Regions from separate parts of the Rattus norvegicus genome. Here region 1 is linked to region 2. A link is a contact called in public Hi-C data. All regions are on one chromosome and are shown on one strand. The core of a region is the stretch at or near the end of the contact, and the rest is flanking DNA. Distances in the headings are between cores, read along the strand shown. Region 1 has its middle 15 kb from the start of Rnase9. Region 2 holds the start of Pnp (purine nucleoside phosphorylase).

Region 1 (4,898 bases), core at 821-3,320, 77 kb after region 2:
TAAATCTCAATTTCTGGACATAGCTAGCTCACTTTGTTTGTTTGTTTGTTTGTTTGTTTATAACAAATCTTCCCTTGAGTTTATTTGTAAAAACAGCTTAGGGCCCTGATCACCTGAACATAGCATGTAACTGTGTCATACCAGTCCTTCTGTCTTCATACGGACAGAAGTCTTGTCTATGGGGCCTTCACAGGGGCTGGGCACCTTTGGAAGCCTGAGCCTGAAATGGAGCTGTACCTCTGTGTTGGTTTGAACCTTGGGCTTGGTTGCAATTAAAATTGGGTTACAGAGTTTTCAACTCTTGGCTGTGTTCTGGTTCTTTGGTATCTTAGACTTAACCACCTTAGGGTTTCACAAGGGCTGTAATGGCCTTTGCACATGTATAAATTGTCTGCTCTTCTTCAGGCCTTTCTTGCACCTCTTGGCAAAGTGCATGCTCCTCAGGAACTCAGGCTTGGCCCTCTAAAAAATTTCATATCTTAATGACTGGGGTTTCATGACGCCGTGTGTTAGGTAGGGTTTCAGAGCTGTGAAGAGACACCATGATCAAGGCAACTCTTATAAAGGAAAACTTTTAACTGGGGCTGGCTTTCAGTTTAGTTCAATATCATTATGGTGGGAAACATGGCAGACAGACATGGTACTGGAGAAGCAGTTGAGACTTCTACGTCTTTGTCTACAGGCAGCAAGGAGGAGACTGTCCACACTGGGTAGAACTCGACAGTATATATGATCTCAGAGCCGGCCTCCACAGTGACACACTTCCTCTTAGCACTGCCCCTCCCTACGGCTAATATTTCAAACACTTGAGTCTATGGGGGGTCATACCTATTTAAGCGCCACATGCCGTTTCTGTGCCATTTTCAGGATTGGTTGTGTGTGGTGCGGTTCTTGAACTTGACCACGTCTGTGTGGTAAGGTGCAGTCCCTGAAGTGCCTGGGACTAGAAGAGAAATGAATGAACAAACAAACAAACAGTACCTTTACCTGCTGGGACACCTTGCCAAACCTGGTTCAGATCTTCCTGTTTAAATAGGGAATTAAAATGATATGGATACAGCTTAGCGGTTTTCTCATCTAACTTTTTATTTTCCAGGAGCAACTACAGAAATGTTGTTTTCAGACAAGGCCAGACAAGACCACCCAACTCTGTTTAGGGACACTCTGCAGACAAAGTCAGGCAGAGGCGGGGAAACCTGGCTGAGAAAGAGACTCTTACATTTTGCACCAAGCTCAGAAACCCATCCAGTCAGGGGGACTGTGACCTTTATAGCAGGGTTCTCCAACAATCCCTCCCTTCAGATCAAAGAATTCCTTAAAGTATACTTTATAGACCTGTATTAGTGCCCACAAATCCATCTTGTCTGTCCTTTTCAGTCACGGACTATTTTCCTTTCTTTTTCAATTTTGACTATTGCAAAAGAAATTCCCTCTTCTGTCTATATATTTTCTTAAAGATATCGTTTGTTTTCATTTGATGTGCACACATGTCTCTCCTGAATGATGCTAAGCGTAGCATGTGTACAGCATGCCTGTGGAGGCCAGTAGAGCTGTGTTAGGTCCCTTGGAGCTGGAGTCAGACTTGTGAGGCGCCATGCTTGTCCTAGGACCAAACCTAAATCCTTTGCAAGAGCCGAGAGTGCTCTTAATGGATGAGCCATTTCTCCACCCCCCCCCCCCCAATTTTGAAAAATTTTTTTCAGTACAATAGTCTAATTGGCATTTAAGAACTTTCTGAACTTAAGATCCACCCTTCAAAGTCACTGTGTCCTTTGAAGGTTCTGATAAGAAATCAGTGATTATTTGGAAGGGCCGCTGGCTTGCCGTTTGTCTCTTTTGTCTCTTAGTGTAGTGTTTGTTGTTGCTGTTGTTGTTGCTGTTGTTATTATGATCAGGCGATCACTGAGGTCTCGGTGTGGGCAGCACTGCACCAGCAGAGTCTGAGATGCTCAGCACACACTGGGATCATTCAACGGTGCAGCCGTCAATGCTGGGCCCATCCATTCCTGTGCAGCCCTTACGATGCCCTGTGAGAGTTCCCAGGCAGACTTCAGCTCTCACAGGTTCTCTGGTCACTGATCCAAAGTTCATTTTCTGTGATCTCGCAGCATTTGGTTGTAGGGTTTCAACATATTGCCCCTTGGAACTTGCTCTGAGTTTCTTTTTTCTTTATTTTTTTCACTAGAAACTGTATTTTAATCTTCCTTTGTGAACATTCCAAATAGTATATCAACTCAGTATTAGGAGGTTTAAGAGACGGCCCAACAGTAAAAAGGCCAAGCTCTCAGGAGCCTTCCAACTCCAGTGGTTCCTACCCTGTGGTAGAGCTCCTTCTCAGATCCTAGACTGAAAAACCAGCAGATCTGTAAACCAAGCACACAGATCTAATGACCAAGTGAGAGTCTGGATAGTAAGGTGCATGGACTCGTGACCACCAGTAACATCCAGTCTTAGGACTTCCAAGACTTCTAAGCTCATGTCTCCTGTGGATGCCTCCCAGGTACCTCTCTGTTCTCCCTGCCACACAGGGAACAGTATGAGGAATACAACAGAAGCCAAAGACAGGAAGACCAACCACAGTGGAGATGAGGGTGGGCGGAGGAGGGGGGTGAAACACTGGCAAAGCAACTGAAAAGTTGGTGACATTTGCTCTTGGGAAGGAGAGGTAGGGCCCGGAACAAGGATGGCAGCTGGAAGGTGAAAGGCAGTCCCAGCCCTCAGCAGCAGCAATGATCAGGCTTGAAGGGGCTGTTAATGGACATGCCCAGGTAGTGGGCCTGCTTCTCAGTCCAGGTACTGAGCCTGCTTCTCAGTCAGCCTGGTCAACTTCACATTCTGCTTGCCAGGTGGGTTTCAGCCGTTGCCTCATCCAGCTTCTTAGGCAGGAAGTGAACCCCCACAGGGTATTTATCTGGGTGTGTCCACAGCTCAATCTGTGCCATCACCTGGTTCGTGAAGTTGCTCATCATGAAGCTGGGGCGGCCCAGGTTGACCAGATGGCCTTCAGCCAGCAAGATGATGTAGTACCCATTCTTTATCCACTAGTGGTCCATCTGGGGCTGGATATTCACCTTCTCCACAGCGTTCTCATTGAGCCACTTCACATCAATCTCCACATTGAAGCATCCAGCGTTATAAACAATGGCATCATCCTTCATCTGTTCAAAGCGCCAGCCAAGGATGATATCAACACAGCCTGTGGTGGTGACAAGGATGCTCCCTTCTTACAGGCCTCGTCCATGCTGGTTACCTCATAGCCCTCCATGGCAGCTTTCAGTGCATTGATGGGGTCAATCTCAGTGATGATGACTCAGATCCAGAAACCCCTCAGGACCTGGGCACAACCCTTGCCCACATCACCACAGCCCGTAACCACTGCCACTTTGCCTGCAATCATCATATCTGTGGCCCGTTGGATGCCATCTCTGAGGAATTCCTGGCAGCCATAGAGGTTGTCAAACTTGTCCTTGGTGACATAATTGTTGACATTAATGGCAGGCACCTTCAGTATTCCATTGGCCGTCCTCTTGTAGAGGTTGTGGACCCCAGGTGTGGTCTCCTCAGAGATACTTCAGGTGACTGACAGAAGCTGTGGGTATTTGGTGTGGATGAGGTTAGTAAGGTCACTGCCATCATCCAGAATCATGTTGAGCAGTCCATTCTTGAAGTGCAACGTCGGGCTGGAGAGATGGCTCAGCGGTTAAGAGTACCCGACTACTCTTCCAGAGGTCCTGAGTTCAATACCCAGCAACCACATGGTGGCTCACAACCATCTGTAAAGAGATCCGATGCCCTCTTCTGATGTATCTGAAGTGCAACGTCTGCTCAATGCACCACAGATACTCTTCATCTGTCTCGCCTTGCTAGGCAAACACTGGAATGCCAGCCTTGGCAATGGCAGCCACTACATGGTCCTGAGTGGAAATATAGCAGCTGGACCACCGCACCTCAGCATTCAGGGCCACGAGACACCAGTTTCAATGAGGACACCAGTCTCCACAGTCATGTGCAGGCAGCCAGCAATGCGAGCACCCTTCCGTGGCTTGGCAGCCAGCAACGCGAGCGCCCTTCCATGACTTGGAGGCTGAGTACATCTCCCGCATGCGCATCAAACTGGCATCTCCTTCTCGGCTATGTCCAGGGCCTTCCGTCCCCAGGCAGCCAGTCCAATGTCCACAAGTTTGTAGGGCAGTTTATCAGCCATGCTGGTGGCACTTCTGCTAGGAGTGATGAACTCAGTGAAGGAGGCCGGGCAGCGCAGGGCCTGCTCTGCGTTTCTTAGGAGCGTGATTCATAGAGGCTGTCCTGCTCTGTCAGTGGTCAGAACCTACCAGAGTGCTTTTCTCAGCCTCTTTCTCTCTTAACCAGCGTGCTCACACCTCACCATAGCTGTTTAGATTATTTGTTGAATTTCTGATTGCTGGTGCCCCCATAAGTTGTTTTCTTGAGACTATGTCCAGCAGTACCTGAGTGCCGTTTGTCATCTTCCAGTTCTCCTGACTTGCAATTTTTGATGTAAGTTCTTGCTGTGTAGCCCGGGTTTCTTGTGCTGAGTCTTCTTCATACTGTAAAAAAAAAAAATCTGCTCTACCACAGCCCTATAGCTTCAGCACACACCCTGAATTTTAACGGTCCCGTCACCATCTTCAGAATACTGAAATCACGAAGTGTACCTCACACATGCAGTCAAAAACAATTTTAGGGTGGCACACCTCCTTTTGATACTTAGGGGATATTGAAGTTGACATATACCTTTGATGGTCTCTGGACTACTGTTTGAAGTAACTAAGCAGGTCTCTCTTTTCTTGTAGATAGTCAGGAGGAAAGGATCCGCGTGTGCATGAACGGTGCTGATCGGAGTATGCTATGCCTCCTGCAGTATTTTTCTTAGAACCATC
Region 2 (4,938 bases), core at 118-2,617:
AGGGCTGAAGACATCTCTCAGTGGTTAAGAGAACTGGCTGCTCTTCCAGAAGTCCTGAGTTCAATTCCCAGCGACCACATGGTGGCTCACGCCTGTGTGTGACTCCATCTTGATGAATTCTGACACTTTCACACAGATATACACAAGCAGGCAAAGCACCAGTGCACATAGTAAAAAAAAAAAATAAGTAAATAGAATAAAAAGGGTTTTAAAAAACAAACATAGATAGATGGACTTTTTTTTTTTTTTCTTTCGCTTTGAGACAGCACAGACTGGCTCAGGCCGGCCTTAATTTATACAATCCTCCTGTATCAGCCTTTCCCAGTACTGGGATTACAGAAAGGAGCCACACTCAGGTACTGCTACTACTGTTATTTTACTGCAACAGGATCTCACTACAAGTAGCCCAGGCTGGACTGCAACTCAGAGACCCCCTGCTTTGGCCCTGAGTGTTGGGATTAAAGTTCAAGGACAGCCTGGACTACAGGTACCACCACACTGAACTTTCCAACAATTAACTTTTAACTCTTATGCTCACTCCACTAAAACTGGTGCACAGTTAATGCTCAATAAATATTTTTTAAGCGAATGAGAAAAGCAGGTTTGGAAAACAGTGGCTTGAGTTGTGATATAACCCGGCAAGCAGGAGAGAAAGTTTCCAGGAAAGAAACAGTTAAAGAATTTGAAGAACTAAGCATGGGTGGTTACATAAAGTTTGGTTAAGGAAAAGGAATACCAAATGCTTTCCACAGAGTTGCTCTGTTTACTTCTGGGGGTGGGGGTGGGGCAACGTGTACTTCTGTTATGTAAATATGTAAGAGTTCTCAAAGTTAGTAGAATTGTTTGGACTCAGTACTGTGCCATCCTGTCTGTGCCTACCCAGATTCCAAGCCATCTAGAACTCACTCCATCTGGGCCTCGAAGTGTTTCCCCAAATCCTGAAGGCTCCAAGTCAGCACTGTTACCCGCCCGGCACCACTTCCCTATTCCCGAAAGCAACTCAGACACTGTTTCCTTTCATTTTATTTCAAGATTGCACAATCTATGGTTTGAATTTTTTCGCTTTTCAAATTCTGACACAGTAACACAGCGGAGAATGGAGTTGCAGATAGGCAGTTCCGGGCCTCTCTGCCCTGCTTCTAGTTCTCTTCCCACACAGGCCTCCTTTTCAGGCTGGGAGACTCATGGATGTGTGTAGGGACCACAAGCTAATTGCCCTAGACTAGGAGAGGGTCTCTTTGAAACGAACTCTGGAGAGGTTTCCTGCCACACCTCTGGATGAGGGTGTGTCACCATGGAGACACGGCTGCTGTCATTGGCTGGCGCCTGGGGCTGGATATAAAAGCCGGCCCAGCAAACAGTGCATTAACAGTCTTGACCGGACTCTGGCTGTGTCGCCGTGGAGCGGAAAGGGCAGGATTTCGGCGCAGCCGTCGGTGACACCATGGAGAACGAGTAAGTGCGGGGCCCGGCGACTTGGGCGTTTTGCCGAGGGGGACGGGCTGTCGCTGAGAACTGCGAACTTAGCAGCCTGGGCCCAGAGAAGGAGCGAGTCTGCTGGGGATGCAGAGAGGCCTGGCACAGAGCCCAGTGGCAGACTCGGGGCTCCGGCATGGTGGGGCGGCTGCCGCGTCCGGCCGGCGCGGGAACCAGCGGTAGGGGCGCCCCGGAGCAGGAAGGAACAGGTTAGCACAGTGTTGGCACTGTCACCAGGAACGTTGTGCCTCTGTGGTGTATGTGGAAAAGAAGGTACAAGCCCAGACGACTTCGAAACACAAGTTTCCATTCTGGGGGTCTAGGTAACCCAGGAGATAATTCTGTTGTGCTGTCCCGCAGTTCCTTGAGAAGGAAAATTGCTCACTTTTCATGACAGCCCCTCCCTTTCCTCCAAACTGGAGGTCGTATTAACAAATTAGGAATGGAGTCTCTTTAAGGCTGGAAAATCTGTATTCATTGACCTGCTCAGAAGACACTTTTCCACTCCTTCCTCCTCACTTAAAAAAAAAAAAAAAAAAGAATCTCCCTTCGTTTTGCGTCGGGAACTCCTAGATTGACTCACCAGCAGAGCTGTAGGGATCACAGCTTTAGGGTGATCTCAGGTCCGACGCGTCCTCGGGGACTGTGAGCTAAGGCTGGACAGGGCCGGGGGGGGGGGGGTAGAGGTGGGGGGAAGAGCAAGCCTCAAACTTCCGGCCCTTTAGGATGCTGTTAATTCTTGCCTATTTAATTGCTTCTGTTTGTCACCCGTGGCTCTATCTGCCCCACTAGCTGTTTCATTAAGGATAACCTGTTGTGTTGCAGTCCTGTTTTGTTTCCTATAATATACTCCTGTGGCAGTGTGTGACAAGGTCTTGCTATATTTCCAGGCTAGGCTCAAGTTATCCTAATGTCTGGGTCTGTGACGTAGCTGAGACTTAAGGCTCTCCGTCTGGAAGACAAATGCTTGTGGAGGCTTTTTTTGGTTGCGTTCAATGCTTGTACACCTCTGTCCTTCCGTTCCTGAGAGCAATCTTTGATCTTTGCCGTTGGATGTAATAGAATTGGACTTGGGACTGTGAGAAGGTCCAGGTTTATTAGACAGAGAGTATCTAAATGCTTGTTTTGGAACCCTGGAACTTGCAGAGATCCTCCTGCTTTGCCCCCCCACCCCACCCCAGTGCTGGGATTAAAGGGCTCCCCTCCACACCCAGCTCCCAGTGGATGCTAACTAGTACTTGGTTATGAGACATGTACGTTATTCTTTGCTCTCTGAAGGAGAAAATACCTTAGCGTGGGGAGAAGCAAAAATGCAAAAAGGTAGAGAGGGGCGGGGGAACAGCAGGAGACGGAAAGATTAACTGTTACACAGTAGAGCTTCCTAGCAAATTTGGTTGTTCTGTTGTTTTGAGACAGTCTTTGTACATAGCCCTGGCTCTTCCTGAAACTCTCACTGTAGACCAGGCTGGCCTGGAACTCAGAGATCCGTCTGCCTTTGCCTCCTGAGTGCTGGGATTAATGGCGGCGCACCCTTCCTAACTTTAACAAGTTTTTCATTTGAAGGGATGGGCCCACAAACTTCTATTTTCAACTAGCCTCTGCAGCCAGTACTGGCAGGTCATTTTATAACCAATGTTGTGAAATAAGTCTGGTTTCTGTGTTTTGCAGTCATTTCGTTTCTTAGCTATGACTCACATTGTCCTCTCAGTACTTACTCCAAGGTAGAGAGAGGAGGATCAGGGACTCACAGTCAGCCTTGGCTATATATTGAATTTGAGTCTGGCCTAAGTTACATGAGGCTCTGTCTGAAAACAACAACAAACTCCAAAACTCAGAGAGAGAGAGAGAGAGAGAGAGAGAAAGAGAGAGAGAGAGAGAAGAGAGAAGGAAAGAAAACTTAGTTTCTGGTCTTGAATATGTTTATACATACATATACATACTTACATATACATACATGTGTCTGTATGTGTGTGTGTGTGTGTGTGTTTGTGTGTGTGTGTGTGTATGTATTTTCTTTATTTTTGAGACAGATCTCTGAGTGGCCTGGAATTCACTTTGTAGACCAGGCTGGCCTTGAACTCACAGAGATCAACTTGTCCCTGCCACCTGAACTCTGGGATTAAAGGTGTTTGTTAATTCATATGACAGAGGTCTGTATCTGGAAATCAAAGACGCATGTTCAGAGAAACTAAGGCTCTCCTGTAGACTTCTAGGAGTATTCTAATTACTTATTAATAAAAATTTAAAAACTCGAGGACTGGTGACATGACTCCACAGGTAAAGGTTCTTGATACCAAGCTGAACTGACTTCCACTCCTGTGCCCCATGCGGTAGAAGGAGATAAGTGACTCACACGTTATCCTTTGACCACCACACATGCTGTGGCCTGCATGCTTTGAACACATCACACACACATACATACCAACTAAATTAAGTTTAATTAAATTTTTAAATTAAAAATTAATTAAATTTGGGCGGGTTGAGCAGAGCAAACCCAAGGCAGCCGCAGCCACCCAGAAGCTCGGGCGCTAACAGAGGAGCGAGTGAGTGGTGGAGAGATGGGAGAGGAAGAGAAGCCGAATGGTGTGTGTGCACTGAGGAAGGCTGAACTGGAGACTCAGGGTAGTGAGGAGGAGCCTGGTGTGAGAAGCCTGTGGTGCTACCTGAGGTCATAGTGAGGTCCTGGCCTGGGCTACCACTGAGAACTACATCAGGGGTCTTTGTCCCTGCAGCAGTGGGGTGTGTTACCACCAAAGGCCAAGTGGATATCCACAGTCCAGGGCTGCCAGCTAGGGACTCGTTAACGTCTGAGGGCTGTGCAGAGCTGGCTCCGCTCCTCCTTGGCTGAAGCACTGGGGAGAGCTGGCCCCAACCCTCATCCGGGCAGCAGTACTGGAGGGAGAGCTGACCCAGGGGATGCGGTGTGAGTGGAAGAGCTGTAGACTCAGCTCCCACCCAGGCTCAGCTCCAGAGCTTTGAGTTTGGCCACCCTTACATCTACCCTGTCTATGAGCTGCTGGAGCAGAGAATGAGGGCACGGGGGTGTGGTGGTGGCAATTAGTAGGCAACATAGGGAGACCCTGTCTCAAACAAATAAAGAAAAAAAAAAAAAGGCAGGAGACTTGCCTTTGGGAAGGCCCCAGTTCTCATTCAAAGTCCTCTCATTGATTTGCTCTCTGCATCATAAACCTGGTTCTATTTCCGTCACAAGGAGAGGTATGAGCTTCCTAGTGCTGGGGTGCAACTTAGCGGCAGAGCACCTGAGGTGAGGCATCAACCGAAGCAGGCGTCATTAACTCTTGTCACACTCTGGAATGAAGGGTGTTTTATGTCAGGCTTTTAGTGGGCCTGATTCAGCAGAGAGGTGGGTGAGTCGTTGAATTAACGGGCCGGGCTTTCATCTCTGTCCTCTGCCTTAGAATACATGTTAGGTTTTCTGTGCTAACAGCCCATGTACTTGTC

What was found. A called contact is a pair of places that touch in the nucleus more often than the background predicts.
Region 1: a contact with region 2 is called in a Hi-C map of liver, with 1.7 times the contacts expected there. The contact joins the enhancer-like site here to the promoter of Pnp in region 2. A contact is called at or near these places in 4 of 12 Hi-C or Micro-C datasets (hepatocytes, kidney and liver).

The regions. Positions count from the first base shown.
Region 1 is chr15:26,719,566-26,724,463 of GRCr8, forward strand. It overlaps the pseudogene Psma7-ps2 and the pseudogene Ahcy-ps6. Among named protein-coding and RNA genes, the nearest start is that of Rnase9, 15 kb to the right of the region's middle. Within about 2 kb of position 2,071, at least 1 of the 93 cell types and tissues checked has an H3K27ac peak or open chromatin away from gene starts, as enhancers often do. A contact at or near this core is called in liver, where this site is marked.
Region 2 is chr15:26,642,780-26,647,717 of GRCr8, forward strand. Pnp (purine nucleoside phosphorylase) reads left to right here and starts at 1,368. Exons shown (of 6, transcript NM_001399678.1): 1 at 1,368-1,455. The coding sequence starts at 1,445.